Regions from separate parts of the Mus musculus genome. Here all the other regions are linked to region 3. The links are chromatin contacts, called in public promoter capture Hi-C maps. All regions are on one chromosome and are shown on one strand. The core of a region is the stretch at or near the end of the contact, and the rest is flanking DNA. Distances in the headings are between cores, read along the strand shown.

The links. Promoter capture Hi-C pulls out the DNA fragments that hold promoters and counts their contacts.
Region 1: a contact with region 3 is called in a promoter capture Hi-C map of liver, with 3 times the contacts expected there. The contact joins the promoter of Ddx28 here to the promoter of Pdf in region 3.
Region 2: a contact with region 3 is called in a promoter capture Hi-C map of liver, with 5 times the contacts expected there. The contact joins the promoter of Nrn1l here to the promoter of Pdf in region 3.
Region 4: a contact with region 3 is called in a promoter capture Hi-C map of liver, with 5 times the contacts expected there. The contact joins the promoter of Slc12a4 here to the promoter of Pdf in region 3. A contact is called at or near these places in 1 of 39 promoter capture datasets (liver) and 1 of 115 datasets of contacts at active chromatin or transcription factors (embryonic stem cells).
Region 5: a contact with region 3 is called in a promoter capture Hi-C map of liver, with 4 times the contacts expected there. The contact joins the promoter of Gfod2 here to the promoter of Pdf in region 3. A contact is called at or near these places in 2 of 39 promoter capture datasets (liver and pre-B cells) and 1 of 9 other capture datasets (liver).
Region 6: a contact with region 3 is called in a promoter capture Hi-C map of liver, with 4 times the contacts expected there. The contact joins the promoter of Nutf2 here to the promoter of Pdf in region 3. A contact is called at or near these places in 2 of 39 promoter capture datasets (cranial neural crest and liver), 2 of 115 datasets of contacts at active chromatin or transcription factors (astrocytes and large pre-B cells) and 2 of 9 other capture datasets (adipose tissue and pancreatic islet).
Region 7: a contact with region 3 is called in a promoter capture Hi-C map of liver, with 4 times the contacts expected there. The contact joins the promoter of Psmb10 here to the promoter of Pdf in region 3. A contact is called at or near these places in 6 of 39 promoter capture datasets (the SN4741 cell line, hippocampal neurons, liver and 2 more) and 2 of 9 other capture datasets (adipose tissue and liver).

What each region holds. Positions count from the first base shown.
Region 1 is chr8:106,010,188-106,013,020 of GRCm38.p6, reverse strand. Ddx28 (DEAD box helicase 28) reads left to right here and starts at 1,535. Exons shown (of 1, transcript NM_028038.3): 1 at 1,535-2,833. The coding sequence starts at 1,597. It overlaps Dus2 (dihydrouridine synthase 2), which reads right to left and starts at 1,543. Exons shown (of 16, transcript NM_025518.4): 1 at 1,443-1,543.
Region 2 is chr8:105,892,190-105,894,972 of GRCm38.p6, reverse strand. Nrn1l (neuritin 1-like) reads right to left here and starts at 1,406. Exons shown (of 3, transcript NM_175024.4): 1 at 1,306-1,406; 2 at 493-607; 3 at 1-350. The coding sequence starts at 1,393. The coding sequence ends at 65. Edc4 (enhancer of mRNA decapping 4) reads right to left here. Exons shown (of 29, transcript NM_001301100.1): 28 at 2,543-2,706; 29 at 1,748-2,303. The coding sequence ends at 2,111.
Region 3 is chr8:107,047,198-107,049,957 of GRCm38.p6, reverse strand. It overlaps Pdf (peptide deformylase (mitochondrial)), which reads left to right and starts at 1,344. Exons shown (of 2, transcript NM_026513.2): 1 at 1,344-1,897; 2 at 2,687-2,760. The coding sequence starts at 1,360. It overlaps Cog8 (component of oligomeric golgi complex 8), which reads left to right. Exons shown (of 5, transcript NM_139229.4): 5 at 828-1,249. The coding sequence ends at 1,150.
Region 4 is chr8:105,964,390-105,967,470 of GRCm38.p6, reverse strand. Slc12a4 (solute carrier family 12, member 4) reads left to right here and starts at 1,356. Exons shown (of 24, transcript NM_009195.3): 1 at 1,356-1,546. The coding sequence starts at 1,432.
Region 5 is chr8:105,757,256-105,760,186 of GRCm38.p6, reverse strand. Gfod2 (glucose-fructose oxidoreductase domain containing 2) reads left to right here and starts at 1,580. Exons shown (of 3, transcript NM_027469.5): 1 at 1,580-1,733.
Region 6 is chr8:105,859,140-105,861,885 of GRCm38.p6, reverse strand. It overlaps Nutf2 (nuclear transport factor 2), which reads right to left and starts at 1,353. Exons shown (of 5, transcript NM_026532.4): 1 at 1,181-1,353.
Region 7 is chr8:105,936,866-105,939,809 of GRCm38.p6, reverse strand. It overlaps Psmb10 (proteasome (prosome, macropain) subunit, beta type 10), which reads left to right and starts at 1,418. Exons shown (of 8, transcript NM_013640.3): 1 at 1,418-1,855; 2 at 2,044-2,131; 3 at 2,219-2,316; 4 at 2,429-2,569; 5 at 2,829-2,944. The coding sequence starts at 1,800. Lcat (lecithin cholesterol acyltransferase) reads left to right here. Exons shown (of 6, transcript NM_008490.2): 6 at 1-259. The coding sequence ends at 238.

The sequences.
Region 1 (2,833 bases), core at 286-2,785, 1.0 Mb after region 3:
AACCTCAAAGATACCAAAATCTGAGGATACTCAAGCTCCTACATAAAATTCCTAGGTACTTTTGATTTTAGGGGGGAATTGAATTCAGGACTTCACAAACGCTAATAGGCAAGCACTTTATCACAAAGCTATGCCCCAACGCTCTCCCACATGATTTAAATCATCTGCAAACTGCTTATGACTAATGCAATATAAACATGATGTATATACTTGTTATACTGTATTGTTAGGGAGTAACATTAAAGAAAAATGTCTATACATATTTAGTACAGACACATTTTTTTTCATGAATATTCTCACTCTACAGTGGAAAATTCCACAGAGGTCCACCTATAAATATGGAGGGCCAGCTCTAATGAATGAAATTAAACTTTTTTTTTTTTTAGATTTATTTATTTATTATATGTAAGTACACTGTAGCTGTCTTCAGACACTCCAGAAGAGGGAGTCAGATCTTGTTACAGATGGTTGTGAGCCACCATGTGGTTGCTGGGATTTGAACTCCGGACCTTCGGAAGAGCGGTCGGGTGCTCTTACCCACTGAGCCAACTCACCAGCCCATGAATGAAATTAAAACACTTTCTCCAGACGTTAGGAACCTCCCAGGTAATCAATCCACAAACATTGACCTTATCTCCCACTCCAGACACTTGATGCCCATTTTTTCAGATATGTTCAAAAAGTATGAAGTAAAAAAAAAAAATTAAACGTTTAATAACCTGAACCACTAAATTCATGTCAAGTAGTCTGCTTGACCGGTGCTATGTGAGATAAGTTTCATCACTCCAGGAGGGTAACGGGACCCTTCTTTCTACTTCTAGTCAGGCAATTCGGAATCTGCCTGAGAAGCCAGTGGCTATGAGCAGACCGCTAGAGTGATGGGTCCAGGCTGAGATGCATGGGGGGGGGGGGGGGGCGACGACAAGGAAAGGAGGGTGAAACTTGCCTGGAGAGGTAGGGTCAAAGTGTAAAAAAAAAAAACCTGAGAAACTACACCTGAAAGAACGGAGACCATCTCTCTAACTTCAAAGACGAAATAAGCTGAAGGCCACCAGCATGCACTCTGGGTTCTAAACTAAAGAACTGGGTTGAGCTTAAACCCAGACTCCCAACTTCTGTCTCAGTCCCCTGGCCTACCATTCATTCAGTCTCAGCAAACTTGCATCACCCAGGCTTTGAGTGGATTGCATATCTACGAAAACATCGTCGAACTTTGTACCTTTGGAGTTCTATGGGATGACTGAGCGAGGCAATGAAGACCACAAGTTAAGACTATCAGAAATTAAGCACTCAAATGACAGAGGCCATCCTCACTCGATTCCTTGAGCCAGGGACCCATGGCCCCCTCCTACTGCGGACTCCCATTCCTGCCTCCACCGAGTACCCTTCCCCAAAGATGACTCCAATCTGGACATCGCCATGCCGGGTGGAAACCTACAGACCTCGCAGCCACTGAACTCTTAAGGATCCTCCTCCCTCCTTCCAGCCGGTGCTGCAGCGCCACACGCCACCCTGATCCGCGCCAGCCACCGTACTCCAGACTACGGTGGCGTGCTTGACGTCATTAGCGCGCGCCTCTTCTGCATCAAGGGAAATATGGCTTTAGCCGGGCCATCGCGGCTGCTGGCGTTAGCAGTACGGTTGCTTCTGGAGCCTCGACGGAACCTAGTGGTGCGCGGTTCCGACCAGTCCTTGCCAGTGGTGCGCGTTCCGCGGGCTCTGCAGCGACGGCAGGAACAGCGACAGAGCGGCCGTGGGAGTTTGCAGCGGCCAGTGCTAGTGCGCCCCGGTCCCCTGCTGGTCTCGGCGCGGCGGCCGGAGTTGAACCAGCCCGCACGCCTCACGCTGGGCCGTTGGGAGCGAGCGCCACTGGCTTCCCGTGGCTGGAAGCATCGGCGATCGCGGCAAGACCATTTCTCCATAGAGCGAGTGCAGCAAGAGGCGCCCGCCCTGAGGAACCTCTCGTCCCGGGGCAGCTTCGTGGACCTGGGTCTGGAACCCCGAGTGCTGCTGGCGCTTCAGGAGGCTGTCCCCGAAGTTGTGCAGCCAACCTCAGTGCAGTCGAAAACCATCCCCCCACTGCTTCGAGGCCGCCACCTCCTTTGCGCTGCGGAAACTGGCAGTGGCAAGACGCTTAGCTACCTACTGCCCCTATTTCAGCGGCTCCTGAGAGGGTCAGACCTGGACTCCCGCAGTTTCACGGCTCCTCGAGGCTTGGTTCTGGTACCTTCCCGAGAACTAGCCGAACAGGTGCAGGCAGTGGCCCAGTCACTGGGTGGGTACTTGGGCCTGCAGGTGATAGAACTTGGCGGAGGCCTCGGGATGAGTAGGCTCAAACTTCAGCTGTATAGACGACCGGCAGCCGATGTGTTAGTGGCTACTCCAGGGGCGCTGTGGAAGGCTCTGAAAAGTCAACTGATCAGCTTACAGCATCTTAACTTCATAGTGCTAGATGAAGTAGACACACTGCTAGATGAAAGCTTCCTGGAACTGGTGGACTACATCTTGGAAAAGAGCCCTATAGCAGAAAGTCCAGCCGAGTTAGAAGACCCCTTTAATCCCAAAGCCCAGTTAGTGCTGGTGGGAGCCACGTTTCCAGAAGGCCTAAACCAGTTACTGAGTAAAGTCACCAGTCCAGACAGTCTGACCACCATTACCAGCTCCAAGCTGCACTGTCTCATGCCTCATGTCAGACAGACATTTATGAGACTGAAGGGAGCAGACAAGGTGACAGAACTGGTTCAGATCCTCAAACAGCAGGACAAAGCAAGTAAGACGGAACCCTCGGGAACTGTCCTGGTATTCTGCAACAGCGCCAGCACCGTGAACTGGC
Region 2 (2,783 bases), core at 157-2,656, 1.2 Mb after region 3:
ACATGGCAGCCACTGCATGCAGTGATGGGAGGCAAGGGCACTGTTGGCTGGCCAACCAGACTGTTTAGGCCAGAGGCCCCAGGAGGCAGGCAAGCGCTAGAGCGGCGGCGAGCAACACAGGGGCTGGAGCTGGAGCCAGTGCAGGAGCTGTGGCCCGTAGTGTCTCCTGGTTGGTCTCTGGGCCAGCAATCCGCTCCCGAACACTCACAGGAGCGCCACAGAGGATGTGCAAATTATCTGGGTGTGGGGCGCGGCGAGCTTCTTGCTGCAGTGACTCCCACACTGCAGCCGCCTCCTCTGGGCAGCCTGACAGGACCCGAGAGGCACAGGCGTGGAAGTCATTCCAGGATCTGTTACAGAATGGGGTTAGGGGGGTTAGAGCACAACGATTTGGACTGGGAAGAGACTCGGGGCCCTGGGGTGGTGGTGCAGTAGCATAGATTGGGTTGGTGCTTCCCACCGACCTACCCATCGCCTCCCACCTGCCGGTACCTGCAGACAGTCTGTAGCTCGCCTCCTCGACCCATGCCATCCCCCAGGCGGATGAGACATTCAGCAAAGCCTTGGTATATGGTATCACAGCGGTTTGGGCCCTCAGAGGCCACTGCTGGGTGGGTAGAGATTAGGAGTGGGTTGGGGATGGAGAATGGTTAATAGAGTGAGCTAGAGTCCATTTGTCAGGAGCTTGTTTACCGGATGCTGCTCTGGGGACGTGACTCAGCGTGAAAGAGGTGCCCCCCGGGGAACTTCAGGGTAGCTGGAGATCACTTGGCTTAACTCTCAAGATAGGCTTTGGACTGTGATGCACATGGAGGTGTGATGTGGGAACAGAAAGCGGGTGTTGGGTCCCAGAGCTTAGCTCCTTCTCTAGTTCCTGGGACTCTAGGTCAGAGACAGATTCAGGGGTAGAGGGTCTGGAAGCAGGAGGTCGTGGGCAGAAGGCAGTCTTCCTGTAGTCTTCATGAGCTCCACCTGGCACTTTGATTGCCTCCCTAAAGACAAGTGTGTCGGCTGAAACTGACTGGGCTGGGTGGGGATCAAAGCCAGTCACTCTAAGATCAGAGATCCATGGCTTGAGCTCTACTGGGGGCCAGACTCCCTTTGTCAGAAGAGGGCTACAGGATTTAAAAGTTCTCCCCCGACAGCTGAGGTGTTTGCACTGTACTTTCCATCCTGAAGCCACTATCGCATGCTCCCAGAGCCCTCACTGCTCATCTCCAACTCCTTTGCTCCCATACCCTACACCCAGTCTGGCTAGGACCTCTGAGAGGGTTTGCAGCCTGGGCCCAGGACGCTCACACTCACCGAGTGGTAGTAGCAGCAACAGCGTCAGGGCACAGGGTAGCCGCTGACAGCGGCGGCGCCAGTGGCAGTGGCAGCAGTTGCACATCATCCCTGGCTGTAAGCCTAGTGCAGGAGCGAGAGGCTTGGAGAGCTGCCTGTGGACCCAGCCCACAGAGGAAGGGATTCTGATTGGATGGGGCCTGGAGGCGGAGCATCATCCCAGCTGTCAGCCCCGCCTCCAGCATCCAGCTAGGCAGAGAAGAGGAGGACCCCAGAGGGCAAAACTGCCCAGAGAGGAGGCAAGATGATGCTGAGCTGGCTCTAGGCCGTGTTGCCTGAATTGGACAGGGAGGTGTGAGTAGGAAGTTTATCAGATGAGAATGAGTGCCAGGGGACCCCAGAGTAGATTGGTTTGGACAGACTTCCCCAAAGGGAGGAAAGAATAGTCACATCAAAGACAAACTAAAATCACACACATACTTTCTTTTATTCCAAAAGCCTTTAATTGCATTTCTCAATGTTTTTCAAAAACAAAAAGATCCAAATTATAGGTAAAAAGGAACATGGAAAATTCAACTCAAGTGGTGTCACGATCTTGGGGTCACGCTTCAGGCATGGTAGGACCCAAGAAGGCACACTACGTGCCCTGGGCCCGCCTGACCCTGCTGGTTACCACAATCAGTAGAGCACTGCCCGTGAGCCCTGCTGCATACCTCCCTCCACACACCAGAGAGGAAGGCCTGAGCAGGGAAACAGCAGACATGGCCCTGCCTTGACCTAAACCTGCCAACTGGCCTTCAGCATCACCTCATCCCTCTTTAAATGGCTAAGGGAGGCTAGGGGTCACAAGGCCGTGTAACATTAGGCTGAGGCGGCGGGCAGCTTTGCTAAGTGAGTTGTGTGGATCAGCCTGCAGGAACTGGAAGAGCTTCTGGCGCACCTGAGCCATGACAGAGCCCATGTGGTCTCGAGTGATGGGATCGCTGTGGTCCAGGTGCATCACAGCTTCTTCCAAGTAGCTGGGGATAGGGGAGAAAGGCAGGGTATAGGTGGATGCAGCAGAAAGGAGTGCCCCCTGGTGGCACTGAAGCCCAGAGGAACAATGATAAAGAATCTTTCTAAGCCTCATATGGGAATGGGTGGAGAATATAGGTAGAAAAGCTAGGGGGTGGGAGTCAGGCAAGAGTGGGTGTCTGCTATGAACTGTTCTCTATCCCTACCTCTAACTCATCGTCTGGTCCCTGACTGCCCCACTCACCTGAGCTTGAGGTCACTTCTAGTTCCAAGGTCAGATGCTAGCTGCTGGATTAGGGAAAGGAGAACAGGCTGGGATAGTGGACAGGGCGGCTGCCCAAAAACCTGGGCTGGGTCGACAGTTTCACACACATACAGCACCAGATTGAGATCAGCAGCAGTCAGTGCCTGGGAGGAGAATGAGACAGCATGCTAATTCATCCCCAGTACCAGGATGGGAGGCTTTCTTTCTTTCTTTCTTTCTT
Region 3 (2,760 bases), core at 95-2,594:
TGTTTGGTTGGTTTTTTGATATGGGATTTCTCTTCAGGGGTTCCTCTGTGAAACTCTGGCTGTCCTGGAACTCTGTAAATCTCCTGAGTGCTGGGATTAAAGGTGTTCTTCACCACAGCCTGGCTTTTATCATTGTTGTTTTCGTTTTGTCTTTTTAAAGATTTTATGTGAGTGCTCTATCTGAATGCACACCTGCGTGTATGTCAGAAGAGGGCGTCAGATCCCATTACAGATGGTTGTGAGCCACGTTGTTGGGGATTGAACTCAGGACCTCTGGAAGAGTACTTAACCACTGAGCCATGTCTGTAGCCCTTGTTTTTGGTTTGACACTAGACAGGATCTCAGTATATAGCACTGGCTACCCTGGAACTAACTTGGTATACCCAACTGGCCTTGAACTCAGAGATCCTCCTGCCTCTGCCTCCCAAATAGCTGGGATCTGTGCCTGGACTCCAGTATTTACTGAGTGTCTCCTGGCTCAGGCTCCATCCACCCTTACAATGGGGCTCCAATATAACTAACTGTCCTTTTGTATTACAGAGATGCCCTTAGCCTGGCACAACTTTAATACCAGCATTTGGGAGGCAGAGGCAGGACGATCTCTGTGAGATAAGAGACCAGCCTGGTCTATAGAGTTCCAGCATAGCCAGGTCTCAAAAAAACAAAAAACCCAAAAAGATGTTCTTGTTGTATTGAAATATGTAATTGTGTTAAATCTTTTCTCTGAGTGTCCCCTCCCCTGCCCCACACCATCCCTGAGATCTCTGCATTGAATTTAATAACTTTTTTTTTCTTTTTCATTTCTTTTTCCCTACCATCTGGGTCAGGCATTTCACCCACCCAGCTCTCTAAGCACGGAAACCTTGGACACGTGAACATCAGCGCCATCCAGGAACCTCTCGCCTTTATTTTGCCTAAGAGAGAAACAGTTTTCTGTTTAGATGAGCAGGAGCTGGGGCCGGACCTCGTGGCCCCAGCTCCAGAGCTCCCTGCGGAGCAGCGGAGCATGGAGCCTGTAACAGAGAAGAGGGAACCAGGGGAGCCGCTGCCTCAGGAGCCCATGGAGGGGGAGCCGCTGCCAGCCGAGCCACCGAGTGAGGGAGGAGCCATAGGCAGTGTCCCCTGCCCGCAGCCTGGGGAGCAGCCCTGAGGGTACGCGCTTCTGCAGCGGGAAGGTGTGTGCAGTTGCTTTGCCCAGGATAGCGCGGGCCCTGTGGTATTTGCAGCTTTAATAAAACCGACAACTGTCGCCACTCGCCTGCTGTTCCCGACGATGGGCGTCCGGAAGTTACACGGGAACTACGCTTCCCGGCGTCTTTGGCGCTAGCGGAAGGAAGGGCCGCGGCGTCTCCCCGCGCCATGTTGCTGCTGGGCAGGCTGCCGCGGCCGGCGTGGGTTCCGGGGAGCCGGGCGCAGAGGTGCAGCTCCTTGGCCGCCTTGGAGGGCCCGGCGCGCACGCGCTCCTACTGGCGGTACCTCAGGCGCCTTGTATGTGGCGCGCCGCAGCCGCCATACGCGCACGTGTGCCAGGTCGGGGACCCGGTGCTGCGCGTCGTGGCGGCCCCGGTGGAACCCGAGCAGCTAGCGGGGCCGGAGCTGCAGCGGCTGGTGGGGCGGATGGTGCAGGTAATGCGACGGCGTGGCTGTGTGGGCCTTAGTGCGCCGCAGCTCGGGGTGCCGCTGCAAGTGTTGGCGCTCGAGTTCCCGGACAAGCTCCTCCGAGCCTTCTCACCGCGCCTGCGCGAACTGCGTCAGATGGAACCCTTCCCACTTCGGGTGCTGGTGAACCCCAGTCTGAGAGTGTTGGACAGCCGCTTGGTCACCTTCCCCGAGGGCTGCGAGAGTGTCGCCGGCTTTCTGGCGTGTGTGCCTCGCTTCCAAGCCGTGCAGATCTCAGGTGCAGGGGACGTGGGCAGCGGGGTGGTCTTGCTCTCTCTGGCTAGAGACAGTGCAGACACAGCGGCACTCGGGAGCCAACTGAACTCCTGAAGAGCAGGTCAGGCCCGCCTAGATGGGTTGCAGGGTGATTCCTTAGATATGGAGCCTGTCTTTCCCCTTTCTCATGAGTAGGTATATAGATTCCCATGTAAGTGTGTCTGTATTGCACACACGATTTTCCCAGTTTATCGTGGTGGGGCTTGTGTAAGAAAGTGGGACCCAGATTTACCCAGACTAGGGCAACAAACCATTCCATGCTTCACATTCACATTGTTTTATGTAATATGGTTATTTGCTACAGTGCCAAGCTGAAATACCTTTCTTTTGGGGGGGGGGGGTCGAGACAGGGTTTCTCTGTATAGCCCTGGCTGTCCTGGAACTCACTTTGTAGACCTCGAACTCAGAAATCCGCCTGCCTCTACCTCCTGAGTGCTGGGATTAAAAGGTGTGTGCCACCATGCCTGGCATGAAATACCTTTGATAAACAGCCCTTGAAAAGAGTTTTGATTTCTTATCCTTGCCCTGTAGTAGTGCTGGGAATCACGCTGAGTAAAAAGTCGGCACTGGACAAAATTGGGGTACCCTTTCTAGGAGGGATAAGAGCTGTTATCCACATTCACTCTTGGATGCTGCCTCTGTAGATAGGATATAAATAGGCATGGCCAGGGCAGGAAACAAAGTAGGGACAGGAGGTTGGGCATGAGTTCAGCAAAGCCTCACCTCATCGAGCCTGTAACTTCCTTTGCAGGACTGGACCCAAAAGGAGAGCCAGTGGTGTGGTCGGCAAGTGGTTGGACAGCTCGAATCATCCAGCATGAGATG
Region 4 (3,081 bases), core at 107-2,606, 1.1 Mb after region 3:
AATGTGTGTGTGTGTGTGTGTGTGTGTGTGAACCCTGGTACAGTCTGAGGGAGCTGGAGGGCATCAGATCCCCTGGAGCTAGAGACATATGCAGTCATAAGCTACCTGATGTGGGTGCTGGGGACTGAACTTGGGTCTGGGGCAAGAACAACAAAAGCTTGTAACCAGTGAGCCTTCTATACAGAGAGTGCAGGATAGGAGATGCAGAGCCGAGAGCACGCGCGCACAGCTGGAAAGCAGTTAAAGGTGCCAGAAAGAGAGGGAGGCCGATTGCAGCCCGGAAGAGCTGACTGGGAAGGGTTAGTTGTTGAGCTGCTTCAGGGAGGTCCTAGCCGAGCGGCCCACCCAGGCAGTTGGGGCTGGCGGGTGGCAGCAGAGGGCGCGGATTCTAGAGTCAGCCCAAATTCTAAAGGCTACACCAGAAAGGGAGAAAGAATGGAGATAGAGCAGAAAGATGAGCCCTGGAGCTTTCTGATAGGAAGGAAGCGGGGTGGGGTGGGGGAAGAGGCCAAAAGAACAACTCAGAAAGATAAAAATTCTCAAGTCAAGGCGACTAGGTAAGTTATCTGAGTGTGAAAGAAGTTAGCACCAAGAAAGGAAAGGACTCGGGTGCAGGAACCTCCAGGAGGTGAGGTTATGAAGGAGCAAGTTCAAATGAGATAACTGGGCTATCCCAAAGTGTCGATGAGGGATGGGCCGGTGTAACCTCTAGCGAGGAGGGAGCGGACTCCTCTAGGAAGGGCATACGATCTTCAACCACCTGCTAAGGGAGAGGCTGCAGCGAGCAGAACTGAGGGAGAGACCGTAGGCTACCAAAGTCCTGGAGAAGCGTTAGAGAGAAATGATGGTAATGGAAGAGTATGTATGTGAGGGTGATGAAAGACTTGAGGAGGTTTGGGGTGGTCACTGTGACATTGACCAGGTCCTGCTAGCTTTCCCGCTATGGAAGAGTATGTATGTGAGGGTGATGAAAGACTTGAGGAGGTTTGGGGTGGTCACTGTGACATTGACCAGGTCCTGCTAGCTTTCCCGCTAAATAACAAAAAGTGACTGAGAGCTAATTAGATTCAGGGAACAGAGCCAGTGCACCCTGCGCCCCGTCTCACCATCATAATACCCCTAAAAGTTAAAATACTTTCCCTCACTTTATTAAGTATCGCATTTGGGGCTCAGAGAGGGCAACCCCTTACCCAAAGACACACAGGAACCCTACCCTCCAGCAGCTAGAGTACTTCGTTCCCGGGGTCCTCTCATCCCCCCTCGGGGAGGAGCCGACCCGAGCCCCTCCTGCTCCCCGCCCCCGAGGGGCGGCCCGGGGGGCGGGTGGAGGAAGTGAGCGCAGCGGGGTGGAATGCGAGCGGGCGGGGCGGGCCAGCCTGGGGCGGCGGGGACTGCCGGCTGGAGGCCGGGACCGCGGGCCAAGCGCGCGCGATGCCTCACTTCACCGTGGTGCCGGTGGACGGGCCGCGACGCGGCGACTATGACAACCTCGAGGGGCTCAGTTGGGTGGACTACGGCGAGCGCGCCGAGCGGGAAGACTCGGACGGTGAGGGTGCGCCCGGCGGGGGCTGTGGCCGGGACGGGGGGCATCTACACGGGACTCGCGCCTTCGGACCGCGCGCGCAGACGTCCATGCAGGACTCCACTTTTCTTGCTCCTTGCGCGCTCAGACCGATGAGTCTTTTTGGTCCGGGACTCCCGGGCTAGGTCGTCCTCCACCCACTCCCAGCTCCTCCCCCGAGGGCCGCGGGCGGGGGCTGCAGACGTGGCCGCCTTGGGAGGCCGGGTAACGGGCTGCCTTGCTTAGGCTGGCGCCGAACGCGCCACGGGTCTGGGTCCAATGGAAGCCTGGATTGTAGCTTCCTCACTTTCTGTGAATCGCCCCCATCCTCTTGAGTGTCACCCTCTCTTCCTCTATGACTCACCGCCCCTCTCTTGTCCTTTCCCTACCCCTGCCTCCTTGCACACTGGCCCGGTAGGAGCAAAGGGTGTGCTCGCTGAAGAGCCTGTGTTGGCCTTGGTCTACGTAGATCTGTGCGTATCATGGACACCTAGGGAGCAGTCACACGGGGCCAGGCTTGTCTAGGCACTGTACATGAAGCAACTCGCTTTAATCCTCCCAACCTCCCCCATGGGACAGGTTCTGTTACTCGCACTTAGGAAGGAGTGAAGGGCGGTGGGGAAGAGTTATGTAACTTGTTCCAGTGGGATTCAAACCCGGATATGAGAATGTAGTGCCTTAACCTAGGTATCAGGGCTGGTTATAGAGGTAAACCCTTTCTCCCTTCCAGTGCCCCATCTCTCCATCTTCCACCCACGGAGGCTCCTCACACTTGGAATGGGAACGGTCCTGGTTATATGTGTCTGTCTGTATAGCTGTCCAGGCATGTGTAAATGCACGTGTGTCGCTGAGTATCACAGGGTCAGGTCAGGACGTCCTTATGGCTACTGTTTCCAGGAAGGCTGCCAGTGATGAGCCTGGTGCTATGATAACAAATGCCTGTGATGTCTGAGGCTGACCGTGATAGAAAGGTGTAGGAAATGTGTGTTGTGTCTGGTGATGGTATCGGAGGCTATCTGATAGGTCTGTGATGGTGACATGCTTGAGGGGTAGTCTGTGCTTCATGTGAACGGTGACTGAATGACCTGCCTGCCATGTGGACATACAGGCCAGGGGCATGGACTGCAGATGTCACGGAGATTTGTCAGGTTTCACAGCTGTGTGTAAGTAACCCTAGATCCCACATCCCCTGCTGCCCCTTGCCTGGTCCAAGGTGTCGGAACCATATCCCTCCTTCCCTGGGACTGGAAGGATGTCTGTCCCTAGATGATGTACTGAACTGCATCCTGGAGATTAGCCTGGACCAATGGGCAGTACTGAGCCTTTTCTTTGGCTCCGCCTTGGTCCCTCACAGGTTGATAGGAGTAACCTGGAGCTATGCTGGCTGTTGGCTGTGCCCTGCCAGATCCCTCCAGGCTAGGCCAGCTCCTCCCAACCCCACCCCCTTCTTCTCTTCCTATTTACTTTTCGGCCAGATTGTGGTGTGTCTGTGGCATGGGGGACACCCTGCATCCGGGTGA
Region 5 (2,931 bases), core at 331-2,830, 1.3 Mb after region 3:
GCCTCCCAAGTGCTGGGATTAAAGGTGTGCGCCACCACCCACCACCGCCCAGCCAGCTACAATTCTTAAGGAAGAGTTAATGAGGAAGAAATGGGAAATCAGATAAGTAACTTTTGGTAGACACAACTGGAGTTGTATGCAAATGACGTCTACTGGGTAGAGGCCAAGGATACTGTTAAGCATCCTATAGCAAAAGGCTCTAGCCAACAAAAAACTATCATGCTTCAAATGACAGTAGTATCCCTACTGAAAAACCTTGATCTAAGAATTACCATGGTCAAGAAATAAAAAAAAGTACATCCAATTTTTAAAAAAGATATTTTTATTTATACAAGTACATTGTTGTTGTCTTCAGACACACCAGAAGAGTGTATCAGATCCCATTACAGATGGCTGTGAGCCACCATGTGGTTGCTGGGAACTGAACCCTGGTCTTCTGCAAGAGCAGTCAGTGTTCTTAACCACTGAGCCACCTCTCCAGCCCAGCACATCCACTTTTTATTTTTAACTCTGATCCTTTGTCTCCAATGGACAGGAGACAAAGGCCCATTTGAAGAAGAGGATTCAAAGTTAAGATTTTGTTTCACTCTGGAAGTTGCCAGGGGTAGAGACAAAGTGGTAATGGTGGCAAGTCCTACAACTGATAAAGGGTCACAGAACCCCCTCAGGTCAGCAGGCATAGTCTATCTCTCCAGCTTGCTGTGGGATGAGGACTGGGAGCCTCCCTTTTTGCAACTAAGAAGTAACCAAGAGAGTCTTCCCACACACATACATAAACAAAAAACCAACCCAGTCACATTCTACAGAGCCAATTTCACACTGAAGTCAACCGGCTTCACTGTAAAACTAAGGCTGACCTCATTACAAGATGTATTTCCCTGGGAGAACACAGGCTCCATAAGGAGGTCAGGGGAACTTCAGATTACAGCCTAAAAGAGAAACGACGTTTAAAGAACAACTAAAGAACACCCAGAGAAAGAGACCAGACACCTGAGCAAACACGAAAGCCAATCTTTCCTGTCAAGAAATCTGACCAGGCCCGGCATGGTGGCGCACACCTTTAATCCCAGCACTTGGGAGGCAGAGGAAGAGGCAGAGGCAGGCGGATTTCTGAGTTCGAGGCTAGCCTGGTCTACAAGTGAGTTCCAGGACAGCCAGGGCTATACAGAGAAACACTGTCTCGAAAAAAAAACAAAAAACAAACAAACAAACTAAAAAAAAAAAAAAAAAAAAACGAACAAAAAAGAAATCCGACCAGTTGGAGATACCTGTGCTTCTACATAGGTCGTTGTCGAGACCTTCATTCCAGGAAACACTCTAAAGCATCTATCTACATTCTTGAGGCCGGTTGGCAAATCTGAGAGCGCCCGAAGCTGGAAGCACAGCTACCATCAACACATCTACCACCGAAAACTTGACAGCAATAGGCTCCCTGAAGGTTTCCCAAGCACCACCCCCAAGGCGCGAGCATGCGCAGCTCTTCATCCCGGCCCCGCCTCCCGCGGGTCCACCTCCCATCACTGAGCATGCGCTGTCCTCCTGCCGCCCCGCCCCTCCGTACCAGAGACCCCTGTTCCTTAGAAACCAGGCGGCGTGTTCCCGGTATCGGTGCTTTGGATTCCGGCGCGCGCGCATCCGCACTAGCCTCCCTCAGGGCAGGCGGACGGCCTCGGAAACCCCTCCGGATCCATGGTCTCTCGTGCAGCTCTGGGCGGGCAATGCCAGCATGCCAGGTGAGAGGCAGCCGGCGGCGGGCGAGGGTGAAAGAGGGCATGGCGCGGCCGGGAGCGGGCGCTGGCCCGGCCTCTGCCGCCGCCCGGCTCCGGAGGTTGGAAGCGAGTATACGCGGGGGCCCTGGCTGGAGGAGGGCTGTGCTAAATGCCAGTGTGTGCACGGCATTGAGTACGAGGTCGCTCCGAGGTTCGTTTTCTCCACCTCGGAGATGGGACCTGCTACATTCGGACGCAGAATTTTGGATCCTGTAAGGATCTTGCTTGAACCTAACCCATCCCCATAAAGATGTGAAACCCTAGGCTACCCCGCCCATTGCGGAGCAGATCACCCCATTACCTGAGTGAGGATGGGCGCTTTGTGGATGAGGATTTGTGAGGTGTGGACACTTCAGACAAAGGACTCGTCGCCTTACTAGCTATTGAAAAATGAGATTGCACTTGAGGCAGAAAGTATGTAAGAAACTGGTGTTCAGGTAAAAGCTTGAAAAAGGAACATCCTAGAAGCATTTGATTTACCCTGCCAGCCCTGCCTGAGTGCCTGGTTGGCCATGGCCTGCTTTTGTAGCTCAGGAAACAAACAAACAAACAAACGGATGGACTTGTGGAAACAAAAGATGAGATGAGGTGTTTCTGTCAGGGCTTTATTACAGCCCTGGTGAGGAAAGACATGCCTGGAGAGATGGGCATTGGTGAATGGCCATGAGGACAGTTTGCCTTCCGGACTGCCTCAGAATCTAAAGAACAGGACGGAAATGTAAAGGTATAAAATTGCGTTGGATAGACAGCAAGGAAGTTATCTTACACTTATGTTCCTTGCTCCCAGTGTCCTGCTAAGTAAAGAGTACATGAGAAAGAAATGAAAACCGGCCGCAGCACTAACTTTATGATTTGTGGCCACAAAGACTTTTTTATTTTTTCCCCCCTCGAGACAGGGTTTCTCTGTGTAGCCCGGGCTGTCCTGGAACTCACTCTGTAGACCAGGCTGGCCTCGAACTCAGAAATCCACCTGCCTCTGCCTCCTGAGTGCTGAGATTAAAGGCGTGTGCCACCACTGCCCGCGCACAAAGACTTCTTAATGGAAGACCATTCAGTTGAAAGAAACAGCCCGTATGATATGAAGTGGTAAAGAGAAGATGATTGTCTTTGAGTAGGGGAAGCTAGATTTGTTTGTGATAGGAAACTCACTTCCTCCTGAAAA
Region 6 (2,746 bases), core at 104-2,603, 1.2 Mb after region 3:
CATTCTCAAAGCCTGCCTACTAGTAACTAGTCAAATACACTACATCTCCAGGAATTCAAGGTGATGGATGACCTGAGGTGCCATTGCTAAGGTACTTTCTCTAGACCCATCCAGCTTCTTGACTGTTCACAGGCAGCCCTAGCACACGTGAAGAGAAAGCAGACATCGTGACTTCTAGTTCTAGATCTACAAAACAACTTCAAAAGGCAAAAACAGTCTAAGCCAGTGCCATAGGCACAAGGCCCCTTCCACCTTCTCTGGGCTCAAAAACCTCAAGCATGGAGTCCATTTCTTCATGAATTAAATCCGACCTCATCACTTCAGTAAGGAGTCATCTTCCTGCTAACTCTAGGAGGTTCTAACGTACTTTAGAATTGGGCCCTGACTGAGAAATCTAACAAAAACACTGGAGGCTCACACAACCCACCCCAGAGCTGGAGTCTAGTCATGGATAAGATTGGAGCTGCCTCTCCAAAGATACTAGGTCCTTATTTTCCAGGACTAGCTAGAGGTAAAGTCCCACGAGGCATCCCCTCCCACCCCAGAATCCCTGCCCTTGTCCTCCATGCTGGACACTGCAGCACCGGTTCTACCGAGGTAGAGGTTAAGTTTCGTGCACTCCCAGCAGGCAATCAAGCAGAGAAGCGTTCACCTACATCCTAGCCGGGCTATGGTTTGGAACCGGGCAATGGTCCCAAGCCCCAGCAGCGGCAGGAGGGCCACCCTTACCCATGCTGGCTCTGGAGCGAGCTGGGTGGCGTTGCCCATCCCCGGATCTTCGCCGGCGGGTGGTGGGACGTGGGTCTGGGATCGGCCCGCCAACCTGCCTGCAGAGGTTGCAGGATTCGAGCAAGCCAGGCAAGGCCACACAGGGCCGGGCCCTGAGAGCTATCCTGATCGTCCGGACAAAAGAAAAAGATCTGGCCATCAGCCAAGACACAGGGTGGCCCGGACAGCCGTCCATCAGGCTCTCAGCATTCCCCGGGCCGCGGCCGCAGACAATCCGCGGTAGGCGGAGCCGCGCGCGACACATGGTGCGGGCCCCGTGCCTCTTCGGGCCGCCGTGGGGGTGTGAAGAGGGGAGGGGCCTCCCAGGGCCTCGAAGCAGAAGCTCCCGGCGGCCTAGAGCGCGGCTCCTGCGGCCCAGCCCCCGCCCCGGAGCGCTGGCCCCAACACTCACCCGTGGGGCTGGCACGATGGCGGCAGCGGCGGCGGCAACCCAGCGCGGTCTGCGACCGACTGTCCCTTCCCCCTTGCCTTCCCTCGCCCGTCCCGCTGCACTCAGGGAAACGTAGTCCCAGTATGCTCCTTATACGCCTTAGTGAGCTTAGCTAGAACTACATTTCCCAGAATGCCATTCGCAGAGGCGCAGCCACGGCTCGCAGCGCGGGAGGAGAGGCTAAGTTAGGGAGGGAGGCGGTCCGGGTGAGCCCCTGAGAATTGTGGTCTAGCGGAAGCCTCTGGAACACGGAGTTGGCGCCAGGCAAGGATCAGGTCTCGGTTGTAGCTGGGTCCCAGCTGGCTTGGCCCCGCCTAAGTGTATGTGGCCTATGGAGCCTGACCCCGCCTCCATGGGAGCCTGGTTTAGCTTGGAGCTGGCTGGCTTGTCCCAGCAGCCCCTCCCTAGGCCCCTAGTCCAAAGCCTACTCCCTTTAGGCGCCCTGGCTACCAGCTCTGCTCCTCTAGCATCAACCCACGGGGGCGAAACCCACTCCTCTCTTGTTCAATGAGTTAGCTGTGTCTCAGAGGAAGCCACTTATCCCAAAGTTGGTTGGAAGGTAACTAGGTTTTTATTGAAACTCTAAACACTCATCTAAGGTGGGCCCATAGTTGGAGAGGTTAACCTCACGTGTACAGAGAGGTATTTTTAAAAACAGAATCGTGAGGGTTTTCTTTTTTTGATTTCCAGGTTTACTTGTTTTGTTGGAGCAGACAGGGCAACTATTTTTGTTTGTTTATTTGTGTTGAGGAGGGATGAGCCACGACATGGGTGTGGAGGAGAGAAGCAGCTTTCTGGAGTCAGTTCTTCCACCATGGGGGCCTTGAAATCAGATTCTCTCAGGTTTAGCGACCCACGGAGCCAGCTCACCTTCCAACTTTAATTTTTATTGAAAGATAACTGGCGAAACGTAATTTTCCTAAATGGCCAGACTGTAAATAATCTTCCCACCCCTTCCCCTTTACTTTCAATATCCTTTTCAGTTTCCTGGGTGACACAAATATTTGAAGTAACGCCTCTCCGTCCCGCCTGTGCTGGGCAAATGGCTCTGCTACCAACCCACAGAACCACAGAAAAGGAAAATGGCTGCAAACACCCCTATCTTCCTAGTCAGAAGACTCTTTAATACTTCTGTTTTGCCCTCTTAGCCTCACCCCACCTCCTGGAGATGACTGATAAAACCAGGCTAAGCTTCTTGATTAAAGCCCCTGTCTAAACTGGGCAGTGGTGGCACGTGCCTTTAATCTCTGCACTTGGGAGGCAGAGACAGCAGATTTCTGAGTTCAAGGCCAGCCTGGTCTAAAGAGTGAGCTCCAGGACTTCCAGGAGACAGAGAAACCCTGTCTCGAAAAACAAAACAAACCAAAAAAAAAAAAAAAAGAGAAAAAAAATCCTCTGTCTATCCAGACCACTTTGCTTGGTCACTAAGAACTCCATGTTACCCTGTTGGCGACACATCAGGAGCCTGACCCCACCAAGAAAACAAAACACAAGCAAATCATGAGACAGGATGAAGGATCCAAGGAA
Region 7 (2,944 bases), core at 169-2,668, 1.1 Mb after region 3:
CGTGGCTGCACTCTATGAAGATGGGGACGACACCGTAGCCACCCGCAGCACTGAGCTCTGTGGCCAGTGGCAGGGCCGCCAGTCGCAGCCCGTACATTTGCTGCCCATGAACGAGACAGATCACCTCAACATGGTCTTCAGCAATAAGACACTGGAGCATATCAATGCCATCCTACTGGGTGCCTACCGCACTCCTAAGTCGCCAGCTGCCAGCCCAAGTCCCCCACCCCCTGAATAAAGACCTAGCTGTTATAAATAAGTGCAGGGTGTTTGTTATGGGTTAAGGGGAAGGCACTACTAGGTTCCTTAGATAACCTGCATCACCTGGCTGATGCATGCTTGATCTGGGCTTAGGGGAACACGGGGTTCAGTGGGCTTTGCTAAGGCCCCAGACTGGACTGACTTTGAGATATGTAAATAGATTTTCATTGTCCTAGTTGAGCTGCTCAGGAAGCTTGCTCTGTGGCTTCCTTCTTAGGGGCCCAGGACAATATTCAGATCTGGGTATATGGCTGTTAGAATGGGGACACAGAGAAATAGGATTTGAAGTCGACTTTTGAGTTCTGGTTGGATACAGAAATTTATAATAAAGCATGGTGGTGCACGCCTTCAACTCAACACTTGGGAGGCAGAGGCAGGCAGATCTCTGTAGGCCACTCTGATACACACAGTTCCAGGACAGCCAAGACCACAGAGATTCTGTCCCCAAAACACAAACAAATAAATAGAATTTAAGATATTGGGGCTGGGGATTGTTAATGTAAGAACTTGGATTCCATGACAGCCGGAGCTATACAGAGAAAACCTGTCTCGAAAAAACAAACAAATAAATGGGGCTAGAGAGATGGCTCAGCGTCTGTTGAAAGAAGCTGTTTTTCCAGAGGACCCTGGTTCAATACCCAGCACCCACATGGCTGCTCACAAGTGTCTGTAACTCCAGTTTTAGGGGAGCTGACACCTCACACAGACATGCAGGCAAAACACCAACGCACATAAAATAAGCCATAAAAAAATTAAAAAATTAGGGCCACGTGGTGGTACACATGCCTTTAATCTTCTCATCCAGGCCAACCTTGTCTACAGAGCTTATTCCAGGGCAGACAGGGCTACACTCAACTACACTGAAAAACAGTTTTTCAAGCGCCCCCCCCCCCCAAAAAAAAAGTTTAGGATCTGAAGAAAAGACAGTTCATCTAAAGAAGATTTAATGTGAGACATTAGAGAGAGAGAGAGAGCAAGCACTCAGAAGTTAAGAGCATTTTTTTGCACTTGGAGAGGACCTGAGTTTGGTTCCCAACGCCCACGTGGTGGCACGCCCACATGGTGGCTCATGATCATCTGTAACTTCAGTTCCAGGGAATCTGATGCCCTCTTCTGACCTTGGTGGGCATGTGGCATGCACATACCACATTCACTCACACACATAACTAAGCCTGCAAGGGCTTCATTTCTACTTACTTTTAAGGGGTTATGTGTGTGAGTGTTTTACCTGAATACATGTATGTGCCTGCAGTGCTCAGGGGGTGTCAGCAGAGATGGGAATGGAGGATCTAAGGCGCACCATAGGTCTGGCAAGGAGTGTAATAGCCCCTTCCTCAAGTTATCTGGGACTAGCAGCAAAGACGAAAGTGAAAGAGAAGATGCACACAGCAGCCAACAGCCTCTGAACTAGGGTGGGGGTGAAAGCGAAAGTAGGAAGCGTCCGGAAAAACCCCACAGAAGCCAGGACAGACGCCTCTGCTCCCCCTGGCTGATCCACTCATCGAGACCCCCGCATTCTCACTTGGCCTTCCTGCGAGATGCTGAAGCAGGCAGTGGAACCCACAGGAGGCTTCTCTTTCGAGAACTGCCAGAGGTGAAAGGGGAGTGGAGTTCTAGTCACGAACTGCTGGTGCCTTGTTTTATTGGTGGAGTGGGGGAACCCTATGTTGGGTGACCAAGTAGGGGCTTAAGCCAGGAGATGAGTAGAAATGGGTTTGGGGACCGGTTCAGGGACCCTCCCTTGATGCAGAACTGAAACGCGAGTCACCCCAATGTTTCCAGGAATGCGTCCTTGGAACACGTCCTTCCGGGACTTCGGGTTCCTCATGCACGCAAGACCGGGACTACCATCGCGGGGCTTGTGTTCCGAGTAAGCGGGGTGATAAGGGCTGGAGGGCTAGAAGGGCAGCCACTGCGGAGATCAGGTGGGCATTAAGGCTGGGCTCTGCCTCTGCAGGATGGAGTCATCCTGGGAGCGGACACGCGGGCCACTAACGATTCGGTTGTGGCGGACAAAAGCTGCGAGAAGATCCACTTCATCGCCCCTAAAATCTAGTCAGTATGCCCCGGACCAGTCCCCATATTCAAACATAAGCTGCACTGTCGCTCACTCCCTACTTTGTCCCTGCACGTCCCTGTCCACATCCACCATCCCTTTGTCCCTTAGCTGCTGTGGGGCTGGAGTAGCTGCGGACACTGAGATGACTACGCGGATGGCAGCTTCCAAGATGGAACTACATGCGCTGTCCACCGGCCGTGAGCCTCGGGTGGCCACGGTCACCCGTATCCTGCGCCAGACGCTTTTCCGGTGAGCAAGTGGGGCTAAGATGACCCCTAAACGGGGTATCTGCAGGTGGGTGGAGTTGACAGGAGGCGGGACGTGGAGTGGGGGGGAGCGGGGCTGCGACCTGCAGGGAGACCGGAAGAAGACAGACCAAGCTGAGTTCCGGAAGAGGCAGCGTCAATTGCAGGACGCCAGGCCAAAGGAAGGGGTGGGACTCAGACCAAAAGGCAGTGTAATGGGCGGGGCCTGTCTGCTAACATTAACCCTGCCTGCTCCTCCACAGGTACCAAGGCCACGTGGGGGCATCACTGGTCGTGGGCGGGGTTGATTTGAACGGACCTCAGCTCTACGAGGTGCACCCACATGGTTCCTACAGCCGTCTGCCCTTTACTGCCCTTG